2 separate regions of the Mus musculus genome follow, and region 1 is linked to region 2. The links are chromatin contacts, called in public promoter capture Hi-C maps. All regions are on one chromosome and are shown on one strand. The core of a region is the stretch at or near the end of the contact, and the rest is flanking DNA. Distances in the headings are between cores, read along the strand shown.

The links. Capture Hi-C pulls out chosen DNA fragments and counts their contacts.
Region 1: a promoter capture Hi-C map of adipose tissue shows a contact between it and region 2. The contact joins two enhancer-like sites. A contact is called at or near these places in 1 of 115 datasets of contacts at active chromatin or transcription factors (pancreatic cancer cells) and 1 of 9 other capture datasets (adipose tissue).

The regions. Positions count from the first base shown.
Region 1 is chr1:135,151,351-135,158,121 of GRCm38.p6, reverse strand. It overlaps Arl8a (ADP-ribosylation factor-like 8A), which reads right to left. Exons shown (of 7, transcript NM_026823.2): 2 at 5,571-5,651; 3 at 5,256-5,329; 4 at 3,853-3,946; 5 at 3,647-3,714; 6 at 3,339-3,409; 7 at 1,854-2,900. The coding sequence ends at 2,851. Among named protein-coding and RNA genes, the nearest start is that of Arl8a, 7.9 kb to the right of the region's middle. Within about 2 kb of position 3,526, at least 114 of the 459 cell types and tissues checked have an H3K27ac peak or open chromatin away from gene starts, as enhancers often do. A contact at or near this core is called in adipose tissue, where this site is marked.
Region 2 is chr1:134,780,511-134,786,567 of GRCm38.p6, reverse strand. Ppp1r12b (protein phosphatase 1, regulatory subunit 12B) reads left to right here. Exons shown (of 24, transcript NM_001368827.1): 19 at 4,401-4,417. The region is part of intron 2 of Gm32670 (a long non-coding RNA gene); the gene reads right to left. Among named protein-coding and RNA genes, the nearest start is that of Gm32670, 9.3 kb to the right of the region's middle. Within about 2 kb of position 2,262, at least 34 of the 459 cell types and tissues checked have an H3K27ac peak or open chromatin away from gene starts, as enhancers often do. A contact at or near this core is called in adipose tissue, where this site is marked.

The DNA.
Region 1 (6,771 bases), core at 2,277-4,776, 370 kb before region 2:
TTTTTTTTTTTTTTTTTTACCATTTTTAATCATGTGTATGTGTGTGGAGTATGTGCACATGGACACAGTACCCACATAGGTCAGAAGTCACCTGACACATGTCCTAGGAGCCAAACCTGTGTCCTCTGGAAGAGCAGTACATGCTCTGAGCCACCTCTCCAGCCCCTTGGCCAGATATTAACTCATCTACTTTTGCCCTCAGAGGACCCAACCATGATGTTGTTTATACATGTAGGTTTATATGCATACTATCCATAGTTTATTCCCTATCCAAGAACAGGTTGTTTAGCCCCCGCTGCATGCCTGTTGTATGAATTCACTGTGCAGGGTACTGATTTTGCATGCAGTGATAACAGGCTCATCATCAAATCGCATCTGGAGAACACAGGACCCAAGCGGCAGCTCAGTGCTGCAACATCCTCAATGGCTGAGAACAATGGTCCTCTCCAGATATAGGCATAGAAGCACAGCGACTTCCTTGAAGCAGGCAAGGCAAAAGACAGAGCCTGGGCCCATCCTCCTTCCCAACTAAGGGTCACATTTTTTTTTTTTTTAAAGATTTATTTTATATATGTGAGTACATTGTTGCTGTCTTCAGACACACCAAAGAGGGTATTGGATCCTGTTACAGACAGTTGTGAGCCACCATGTGGTTGCTAGGAATTGAACTCAGGACCTCTGGAAAAGCATCAGTGCTCTTAACCACTGAGCCATCTCTCCAGCCCCTAGGGGGTGCATCTTATCCTTGTAAGGGGTTGGAAAGCTCCTGAGAAGCAGCAAACACCATCCAGTTTTTCCTCAAATCTTTTTCCCCCATGCAGTCAATGGAAGCCAGGGCCTGGTCTATTGTATGCTCCATCAGCGCTCTGTCAATGAGCTAAATCTCCAGACCCTGTCTTCAAATCCCCCCAGCAATAAGAGATCCTCTTCCAGGCTGGATATATTCACGGCTGAGTAGTGGCCTCACCCAAATCCTCTCACAAACCAAGGACAGATGTGGCTGTTTCTTACTGCAGATGCAGGGTGAAGAGATTGCTTATTCTACACGGAACATTCCAGTCTCTATTTCCAGGCAAAGGGGAGGCAGAACAGGGAGTGGGGGAGGGGGACCCAAGAGATCGAGGGTCAGTATAAAACTAGCTGTGGTTGGATTCACATTGGATCAAGGAGGGCCCACAAGAACTGAGGCTGTGAGCTCCAGCTAGACAGGCAGGGTAGGAATTCTATCCATCGAGTTAACAAATGGTTGGGTCCTTTTCTTAGATTTTTGGTTGTGAGCCTAGCCTTTAACGGCTGAGCCATCTCTCCAGCCCTGGTTGGGTCCTTTCCAAGAGACCAATAGCATGGACAGCAAGGATGACAAAGGAAGACTCTGCAGGCCCAGTATACCCCTGAGGACATTTGATTTCTTCTTGGTGGGCACTGAGTGTGATGAGAGGATGCAGAGTTCTGTTCTGGCTCCACTCTGGCTATATGGGAACAAGCAGGTGTAGACTGAGAGGGGGCCATGAGCTTAAGTGTTTATGATGGAGAGCAATTCAGTTTGAATGCCACATGAAAGGCCCAGGTCTGGGCAGCTCCTCTAACAGACCTGCTTAGTGCCACTTGGCAGCTGTCAGCGTACAGGAGTGAGAAGCAGACAACAAGCAGGGCCCAGAAACACGTGTGGGCTGCTGTCCCAGTGTGAGCACACGTGATAGGCCACTGTGTTTCCAGAGAGCGTGAGTATGTGTTCCCTGTAGGTGTGGCACCCTGTGGTCATCCCTGTGTATGATGTGTAGTGGTGCTCATGCCCCTGTGGGTCCGCTGGTCGGTGATATCTGTGGGAAACAACCAGCACCATACACACCCCCCAACACAAAATTGGTAATTTATTGTTGTCATTATTAGGAGGCAAAAAAAAAAATGTACAGTTACAAGGATCGTTTTCCAAACAGAGGTTAAATATGAGCTGAAAACTGTAAAAAGGAAGAGGAACATCACTTTACAAATTATTAAATTAAACAAACAAACAAACAAACAAACAAAACCAAAGAACCAACCCTCCCATGCTGAGTTCTCTCCTTGTACAACTCTGTGAAATGAGAACAGAAAATGAGATGGGCCGTGGAGGTGGGGACCCTGGGTAGGGGCAGGACCTGGGGCCAGGAACAGTGACAGTGGGGGTTGCTGGGACGACATGGACCCTGGTCCTCCCTCTTAGACCTGGTTGTACCTGGTGGCCCTATCAAGGCTGGGGACAGAAAAGGAGGCTCCTGCTGGCCTTCAAATTCAGGTCCTCCACTGGGAGACAGAGATACTTTACAGGACATGGGGACAACCACTGCCCTATGTGGCAGTCTCCCCTCTTCTGCATATGAACTTGCCCCACATCGACCCTGCATCTCTCTCTGCCTTTCCAGTTTGCCCCTCCCAGGTCCCGATTGGCCCCTGCAGCATCAAATGGTTGATCTTAGTCTTTGCTTAAATTAAAAAATTAAAATATATATACATATATATACTGTACACACAGGACAATAACAGAGTGTTGAAAGGGGAAGAGGAGGGTGGGGCAGAGAGTGAGGAGAGGGCTTGCGGGGCCAGGGCTGTTGACAGGGAGGGGAGTGGGGTAGCTGAAGGGAAAAAGAGAGCAAGGGAGAGAGGTTAGGGGACCAGACTTGGGGAGAGGGCAATTATTTTACAATAAAAACAGGAGTTGAAACCTCAGCAGAATAGGGCTCTAGGAGCCCCAGAGGGCCCTCCCCACACTGGGTGAGGAGGAGTGGGCTTAGGGAGAGACAACAGGGTGGGCGGGGAGCTCGGCTTCAGGTTAGGTGACTGTGGTCCCTAGTCAGAAGAAGAGCCACAGTCTCAGCTTCTCCGTGACTTTGAGTGTTGAATAAGCCACTGTAGGGTGATGTCTGAGGGGAGACAAGAGAGAAAGTTGTAAGGCCTCCCTGTGTGAGAAGGGCCTGGGAGGTATGAACAGTTAAGCCAGGTTCCTGCAATGGCAGCCTGGATCAAGCTTAGAGCTGTGACCCCACCCCCCCCCACCCCCCACCCCCAGCTCCACCCCCCCCCACCCCCACCCCCCGCACCAAAAGCTCCAAGCTAGTGATATAAAAGACACAAAGCCACAGCTAGCAAAGAAGGGACTGGAATACCTGCTCTAACCAATCTCAGAAGTGGAAGAGGGGGCAGGGCTAGGGTAACACCCAGAACTGGGGCCTCCTAGCTGCCTGCTGCACCCAAGGACAAAGTGGCTCGGTATGGACTTCCCAGATACCGCATCAGAAGTATCTTTCCCTTCAGCCCAGCCACTCCTGGCAGAGTGCCAGCAACTTCCCCAAGCCACGCACCTATGTTGTCCTTCTCTTTGCAGGATATGGAGTAGCAGCAGATCTCTCGGTCCTGGATAGCAGACAGGTTCCTGCGGGAAGACCAGAGAGGAGTCAGCGGATGCTGGAGCAGTTAAGGGACCAGGGAAGGGCAGGGTGTTTTTCTCAGTAAAAGGTCTACAAGAGGAGGGCGAGGCTTCTGGGAAAGATACGTTCTGCTGCCACCATGTGGTAAACACCAAGAACAGCAACAAGCCCAGCCCAGAAGCCTTCGGCAGCTGGGGAATTTGGGGGAGCTGAAGCACACAAAGAAAGGCCACTCAGCTCACATTTTCTCGATTAGCTCCTTCTCATCTAGCGCTCCGGCGAGGTCTCGCTTGTTACCAAGGACTAAGACCTATACAGGAAGCAAGCCGGGGAGAGTTAGAGCAAGGATACCTGGGTACCTCGGCTGTACGGCGCTCCCCCCCTCCCCCGCCCCCGCCCCGTGATTTCTGATCAGCTCCCTCTCCCACCCGCTCCATCTCCAGCTGACCGGGATGCCTTGTAGCTGTGGCTTGTCTAGCAGGTTGTGGAGCTCATTCTTGGAGGCCTCGATCTTCTCCTGATCCGCAGCATCCACCATATACCTGGGGAAGGCAGTGAGGGATACCGTGGGTTGAGGCACACAGGAAGAGGAGCTGCTGAGGGGAAGAAGGCCTCCAGTTCCAGCCTGGTCGCCTCTGGAGAAATGGACTACCCTGGTCTGACTCAGAGAACACTTTCCCAAACATAGGTGTGAAGCACTGCAGGCTCAGTCCTCTGTGGAACTGGAGCCTGTAGGATTAGCTGTGAGTCGGGCCCAAAGTGACCCATTTACATTTTCATGGAAAGCCTAGATAGGACCAGAGTAGAAAAGGAAAGGCCTCCCTACCAAGGGACAGGGTACAATGCTATTTTCTTTTTCTTTCTTTCTTTCCTTCCTTCCTTTTTTCTTTTCTTTTCTTTTTTTTTTTTTTGAGACAGGGTTTTTTTTCTCTGTGTAGCCCTGGCTGTCCTGGAACTATGTAGATCAGGCTAGCCACCAACTCAAGAGATCAGCCTACCTCTGCCACCTGCGTGCTGGGATTAAAGGCATGTGCCAGCTACCACCACCTGGCTACAATGCTTGTATAAAAACTCAGGTTTAAGCTGATCAGGAGGCAGAGACAGGTAGATCTCTTGTGAGTTCAAGGCCAGCCTGGTCTACAGAGCGAGTTCCAAGACAGCCAAGACCACACAGAAGAACCCTGTCTGAAAAACAAAACAAAACAAAATATACCAAAAAAAAAAAAAAGTTTAAACTGGGAATGGTATGCATGCATTTAATCCTAGCACGTGAGAGGGGGAAGTCTATGAGTTAGAGGGCAGCATGGTCTTTCTATATAGTGAGATCCAGGCCAGACGGGTCTACATAGTTAGATCCTGTCTCAAAAAACAAAAAGACAAAACACTGTTTATTCTATTAAGAAAACTAAACTGGGCATACTTTTTTTTATTTGTGTGTGTATGTGAGGTGGGGGGAGGGGGGCTGGAGTTGAATCCAGAGTGTGTGTGAGACTGGAGTTGAACCCAGAGCCTTATATATGCTAGAGCTTTCAGACCAAGTTACATCCCTTGTCTGGATAAAATTAACAGGCAAAGGAAGGAGTCACTTAAACTACCCAAAATTCAAGACATGGTGATTTGGATTGGGAGAGACACTGTAGGCTGGCTGATCAGATCTGTATATATATTACAATTTTCTTTTTTAAAAAAATATAAATTCTTTTTTAAAAATATATATATATTCAAATAAACAGTATGCAAAATAATAAAAGCAGGCCACGTCCAGGCAGCAGGCATTAACAGGGACCATGTGTGTGGTTCTGCATCAGGCCTGATGGCTTGCAGGCGGGAGGGTGGGGAGACCCTACTTACACAATGGCGCTCACTCCTCTGCAGTAGCGTTCCCACATGCTTCGGAAACGGGGCTGCCCCCCAATGTCCCAGAGCTGAGAGAGAAGAGGATAGGGAGAAGGTGGCCTCAGGAGCAGGCAGACAACTGAAAGCCATTGGGTTCTTAGCTTCCCTTCTGCAGTCTCCCCCCACCCTAAGGTCACAGCTCCTTCCCCCTCCTACGTCTACAGTGCCTATCTTCAGCTCCCTTTCCCCAGTCCTCCAGCAGCCCAGCCGGTTGCCACCCTCCCCTCCCCTGGCTGGCACTTCCCAGGTGCCGCTGTCGCCCTCCCTCACCTTGATGGTCACATTCCCTTTGGTGATTTTTCGCATGTTGAAACCCACAGTGGGGATCATGTCCTCATTGAACTGTCCTGACTAGAGAGAAGAGAGCCAGGATTGGAAAAGATGCAAACATTGTCAGGACCCAGATGTGATGGCCCTCCCTGGTGGGTCCAGAGCAAGAGGTTGCAGGGCGACTTTTAGGTGACCTCAGATTTCCTCTTGAATGTCTTCTGCTTTCAGGGAGCATGGATGTCATCAACTTACATGCCGTCCACATCTGGAGGTCTATGGGGAAGAGGTCACTAGCTAGCCCTTAGGTAATCTCAGGGTCTCTCAGTCTAGACAGGGAGAAAGCTATTCCCAAGGTCTAACCTACAGTTCTTGTTAAAAGAAGCCCCTTTACTTAGTCTCCAGTTGAGTTAGAATACATTACTTCTCAGGAAAAGAGGCTCACCACAAGAGACATGGCCAGGAAAGCAGAGATTATCAAAGTAGTAGTAAAATGTTTTTTAAAAATGAGGAGCCGGGCAGTGGTGGCGCACACCCTTAATCCCAGCACTTGGGAGGCAGAGGCAGGTGGATCTCTGTGAGGCCATCCTGGTCTACATAGGGAGATCTAGGACAGCCTTGGCTACATAAATAGACTATGTCTGAATAGGTGGGTTGGGACTAAATTCACCACCCACAAAATGCAACACATATTAGTATTCATCTGTTATCCTCTACCATGGATAATCCACAGCCTATTATTTACCTACATGTGTGTCTCCTCTCTGGGCTGAGAGCTTTCTGGGGGAGAGGAGCCAGGTCTAGAGTAACAGTGTTAATGTTTACAGAATGAGCTGAGAATAATTCCAGCTCCCATAATTCCTTTCAATGTCTGGTATTTTTCTCTCCCTGCATTCATTGTGTTTGAAATCTCTGGGTTAATCTAAAGTAGACACAGGCTTCAAATAAGGCCAGCCCTAACTCCTCCCAGGTCACCTTCCCGTCACGGTCACAGGTGGGAGCAGGAGAGACAGATGGAGGCCACACAGGAGAGGGTTGATGTACCTGGAAGCTGAGGGTGATGATCGTGTGCCTGTACCACAGCTTTTTGTCTCCTACCAGGTAGTAGACTACTTTGCTTGAGTCCCATACAGAGACCAGGGGCTCTGACCACTAGACAAAGAGCAGGAGATGATCAGTTCTCAGTCAGTGCCTGGAAGCCTCA
Region 2 (6,057 bases), core at 1,013-3,512:
TTCCTGGTCTGTGATGTGCTTGCCCCTCATGACACTTCCTTGCTTACTGCTCCCCTGAGACCATTTCGGCACACTGCCGCTTCACTTATCTCTAGATTTACTCAGTAGACTCTGTGAGCATTGGCAGGCAGCTTTCTACAGTGAGAGGCCATGTCAGCCTAACAGTTGAAATATGCTCAGTTTGAGTGACAACAGAATGAAAACTTGACTTTAATTCGCCTGTATTGGTGAGCTACTCTACCACTTACCCACGATACCCAAAGCCTTTTCTGCCTGGGCATAACCAGTGGGTTTGTTTTCATTTTCCCTCCAGTCACCTAGGATGTCAAAAGCAAAGCAAGCCAGTATTTTCTAGAGGTGTTCATTCGTGAAAATCAGGAAGCATTATTTAAAAGCTTAAGTCATTTTATCAGGAGTTAGACAATTATACATTAAACCCTGTATGGTTCAGGTGTCTTACCCTGCAGTTTATAAGCACACTTTTCTTAGGATATAAACCTAAAGGAAGCCTTTTCTTTAAGAAAGAAAATACTATCTCCTTTACAAGTCTGTTTTCCCTACTTTTTAGAAATAATGTTTATAGTTAGATAACCATTTTACCTCTTCTGTACCCAAATCTCATTGGCTTCTGAGCTTTAGGAAATGTATACATCCTCCTCTAATGTGTTGGGTTAGCTATTCCAGAACATTGCTAGAGCAAACCTTGAATGCAACAATCAGAAATCCAAGAATCCCACATCACTCCAAGGTCAGAATCTCGAGGGGATTCTCTGAGAACAGTCAAGGACTGGCTTAGAAATGTTCTCTACCCTGTTGGGGGCTAAGTGGACCATCTACTGCCTTGTCTGTTAGATCAGTCCTCCGTATGCGTTCTATAAAATGTACTAGGAAGGAATTGATAGCAGAGAATCTTAGCATGCCTATTCCTAGCTTTTAGTGTTCCAGGCAGGAAGGTGTGTCATTCACCAGCTTCCAAGATGTCTGTCTGTGAGAATTATCTCTAAGAAGACTGTGGGGGCAAGAACTGTTGTAGCCATCACAAGTCTGAGCACATTGGCATTGCCTCTCTTCACGTGCTCTCCTCTGTGGAGAAGTAAGCCCCATGGAATCTGCCTGTTCATATCCAGGTATCCTGTGGCCTTTCTCTGGCTATTGCTTTAGAGTACTAGCCTATTCTCTATGGTTTTTTTCATTTTTAAGTAATTGTATTTTACATCAACATCCTTAGTGTATACAGTATACACAGCCATGCTGTGTAGTCAAATAACTGAGAACTTTACTTGGGTGTGTTGTATTTCTGGAACATTCTAAAAGAAAAAAGTTAATTTCATTCTCACAATGATAAATCAATGGCAATGATAGCACACTTTATTATATGTAGCTGCCAAGATTGAGACACAGTGAAAATTCTGACTTCCCTGTTTTAGTGGGGCAAGAGTAGAGATGGGCGCCAGAGTTCACACAGTAGAAATTAAACCTGAAGATGTCAAAATCTCATTTCACAGCAGGCTATTTACAAGAAGGAACTGAGGGAACATTTCCAACTGAGGAGACATGAAGTCAGCTAGACAGAGCTGACTTCATTGTCAGAAAGTTAACCAGACTATTGTCTGTGCACACTGTAGAATGCTTATGTTACAGAAGAACAAAGCAAAAGGCAGCCCCAAACAGTCTCTTCAGTTATAAACAAGTCATCCTTTATACCTGAGCAAGAATGTAGGCCTGTCTCTGGGGGGTGGCAGAGGGGTCTGGTGTTGAAAGGCTGTTCTGCCCAGGAGAGTGAGAAATTGAAGCAGTGCCGTGCCTTGGAGTTGAATTTCCTGGCTCAAAGGAACTAAGCTAGCTTTACTATACTCATGAGCAGCGGCAGCAGCGGCGGTGGCAGCACGTCCTTATAACTGGAGAAAGAATGAGGAAGAGCACTGGCATTTTTAGTAATGTATTTCCTCCCAATTCTCCCATGTAGCTCTTATCAGTGGGTGCTGCTTGCCCAAGTGTCATGGGTAGGAGAGTAAAAATTAGAACTCAGAGCCATGTAACCCAGTCATCTCTAGGTACAGTAACCGTGTTTTGGCCTGTCAGCACCAAGGATCTTAACTGGGAACAAGAGAGTGGGTGAATCTCAGGTAAGGACTTTTAGGTTAAGACTTTAATGCATTCATAATAAATTGTCACTGTTGAAACAGTGGGGGAGAGAGACAGTGTGAGTGTGTATGTGTGTGTCTACCATCATCTTCTAAGAACTCATTTTTCTACAAGTGTCTTAACTGGAGCCCAGGAGTCACTGCTTGGCTCCACAGCACACATTCACATGTTTTCCCACTCAGGCTCCAGACAAGCTCTTGAAGTGTGCTCACAGGACTCTCCCTGCGTGTCATAGAACCAGTTAGGCCTCTCTCTCTCTCTGGGCCTCTCCTGCATACCATAGGCTTTAAGTATAGAACAGTCTCTTCACTTGGGCCAGGATGACGTTTAGTCTCAGTTACTCACAAGTATTTGACAGGTCACAATCAACATTTCCCTGGGCAGTAGATATGAACTCACGTGCTGTAAGGCAGATCTTAGCACAAAGCTAGTGAGCGTGCCTAGTGAGCACCCTGACTTCTCAGTCGGCTTCTCTCCTCTCGCCGCCCATCCCCATCCTGAGAATGGAAGCGAGGGTCCTGCACATGCTGAACAAGTGCTCCCCAGAGCTGTATGCCCTGACTTCTTTTTACTTTTTATTCTGCGACGAGCTTTTCCTAACAACCACTGCCAGGCCTCTTCTTGTTGTTTTGGATGCTGACGAGAACACTTTAGACTATATCAGTGGCCGGTGACAGGTAGGTGTGACATGTTAAAACCTAATAGAAACATATACCTGGCTGTCACTCACACCTGACAGTCCTCTGGGTTTCAGGCCAGACTCTGTCAAAACAAAAACAAAACAAAGAAGACAGAACCATAAAAACAGATATATAAATGTAAGAAAAATTGTTGTAACTCCAGATTTCTAAATTTTAGGATTCTCAAAGAACATCACAAGGGTATGAGAATGTTATACATAAATCTTTCCAAGTGGGTTCCTTTTACCTCAGATGGGAGCTGTCTCGTGGTGGCAAGATCATTCTGTAGGTGATGATGCTGCTGTCGAGCCTGATGGTCAGCGTTCAGTCCCTGGACTCAACTGGAAGGAGAGATGCTCTCCTAAACTCACCTCTGACCTCACACCTGTGCTATGGCACATGTGCACACGTGCATGCACACACAATGGATGGGTGGGTGGGTGGGTGGGTGACAGATAGAATTTAAATGTATTAGTAACCAGGATATATCATGAAATTGTGTGGAAACTTATTGAGAACACATTAAAAAGTCTCTACTCCATAGCTACAGGGAAAACCCCACAGAATTCGGATGTGCTCTTTTGACCATTGTAAGCACAGCCTTTGGTGTGAAAGCCACCTCAGAGATGTGCTGTGACACTACCCGTCCCAGAGCATCTCCAGGGAATGCTGTATTAGGCTGCTCTGTGCCTGGACTGACAGACTGAAGGCTTCCAGGGAGGGAAGGCGCAGTGCCATGGAGTGGTGCCCCAGGTCAAGGATCCCTTCCTTCCACAGATCGCTGGACACTGCGGTCAGTCCTTCCTTGTCTGTCCTTGGAGGTTTTGTTGCTCTCTCAACATCTCAGAAGAGGAAGCAAATACATTCACATAAATCAGTTAAATGCTTGTTTGCTTGAGTTCTTTTTTTTTTAATGAAAGGATAGAAGGGCAAAGGTCATTTATAATGTCTTTTTTTAAATGGCAGATGAAGACATAGTCACTGTTGTTACTTTTTTTTTTTAAGCAAGCACTAAGCGTATAGTTTGCATCTGCGAAATGCTTTCCTTCTGAGATCTCAAAATACTTTACTATTCTTTTAAAGTTCTGACCACCATCTAAGGGACTAGGGTTGGACTATGCCCACAGCTCCCTCATCCCTTTGCCTTTCCTGTGACCTGGGAGGAAGCCAGCAACTGACCTGAACTGCACTGCTTACTCAGGGGCGGTGGGGTAGCTGGGATACTGAGGGGAACTATAGGATGGTTATTGTACGTCAGATGGCTCTGTGTCACATGAAAGCCAGTGACAGTCCCTTCTACAGCATAAACATGGTTGTCTAATTGGTGGAGAGGAGAGTTTGATCACTTTGTATTTTGGGGTCTGCCCGTTTGAAAGGATGCTATCTCCAAAGCCTCAGCCCTGGTAAGCTGTGAGTTAGAGCCAAGTGGCCCTGTGTGTCGTCAGTTCAATTAGCAACTCCTGTCTCCACTGGAAAGCTGAGACATCTGATTTGAAAAGTACAATTTATGAATGGATGTATAAATTAGTCTCTTGCTAATGCTATTTTCTTTTTGTTTTTGTCTCCTTTCTCTAGCATGAAAGACTTTCTAGGTAAGAACTCTGTTTTATATGCATGCTTAATCTTTGTGAGAGAATGGATGCCTAGTTAAACTCAGGTCTGTGTAAAGTTTAGTAGCATGCTTCGTATCCTTTGTGTTCATTTCTCCAGTTACCATAATAGTCAGACTTAGCTCCTACCCAGTGTTATAAAACAGCTTCAACTCTCCTCCCTGCCACAACTCACTCTTCCTTCAAGTTCACTGTATATACTTCCAAAGGATGGGTTGTCCTGAGCATCAGTACCAGGCCCCGTGGGCACTCGGGAAATCGCATGCATGAGGCACTGCCCTTGCCTGCAGCCAGTGTACAATCTACTGGAATAACAAATCCTTTCAGAAGAATGCAGAAAGTTCCACTTCGACAGGCAGGCAGGTATCGTGGGTGCGGGAAGAAGGAGCTAACCTAATCTGATAGTTCCGAAGACAGGATTGTTACCAAGGAGACCGTGAGCTGAGGCTGCCACTCTATAATGAACCCAGGCCTGTATCTTATATCTAAATGGTGCTTATGGATAGTTTATCACATGAACCAAAAGGCTGATTTGCAATTACTAAAATAAATTAATATAATTTTTTCACACAGTATCTAAGGTACAAAACTGATCTTCTTAAAGAAGAAAATAAAAATAATTGCATCTTTGGAACTAAATGTTTGAATCTCTTCTTCTCCACTATTCCGGTGACAGAGAAATTTCAAGGAAATGGGATAAGGAAAAGATGTAGTTCTAGGACATCACAGGGAAATTGGTCTCTAAATCTGTTTGGTAGTTGAGCTAGTTTGAACTTGTTAATATATACTAAGATTTATATGTAATCTTCCTCTATCTGCCCTCTCACCAAATGCCAGCCAAGAATGAATAATTTACTTGCCAAGTAGTATAAAATAGCTTTGCTTTGCAACATGCAAAGAGAAGTATTTTGCCATATCTCATCTTTAGAAAACTCAGTTATGTTACAATGGCTACACTGAAGGACACTTTCTCTGCAGACTTTAAAATATATCATAAAATTGTTGTGATTAAAATACTCGTGTACCAGTTCAAAAGTAAGGCCAGAGGGCCAGTGAGACAGCTTGACTGGGAAAGGGGTTTAGACCACACCTGACAACTGAGTGGTATCCCAGGACCACATGACAGACGGGAAGAACCAATTCCTAATGCTGTCTTCTGACCTCCACACTCCCACACATTTGTATCAAAAGTAAAAATAAGCAAAGACGTTGACAGAACAACGTCCATACCGTAATACCTTCAAAAGTCGGATGTATAGTGTGAATTTGCATCTCATGAATGGATATAAAGTACCTGTCTTAGTCAGGGTTTCTATTCCTGCTCAAACATCATGACCAAGAAGCAGTTGGGGAGGAAAGGGTTTATTCGGCTTACACTTCCATACTGCTGTTCATCACCAAAGGAAGTCAGGACTGGAACTCAAGCAGGTCAGGAAGCAGGAGCTGATGCAGACCCATGGAGCGATGTTACTTACTGGCTTGCTTCCCCTGGCTTGCTCAGCCTGCTCTCTTATAGAACCAAGAGTACCAGCCCAGAGATGGCACCACCCATAAGGGGACCTCCCCCCTTGAACACTAATTGAGAAAATGCCTTACAGCTGGATCTCATGGAGGCATTTCCC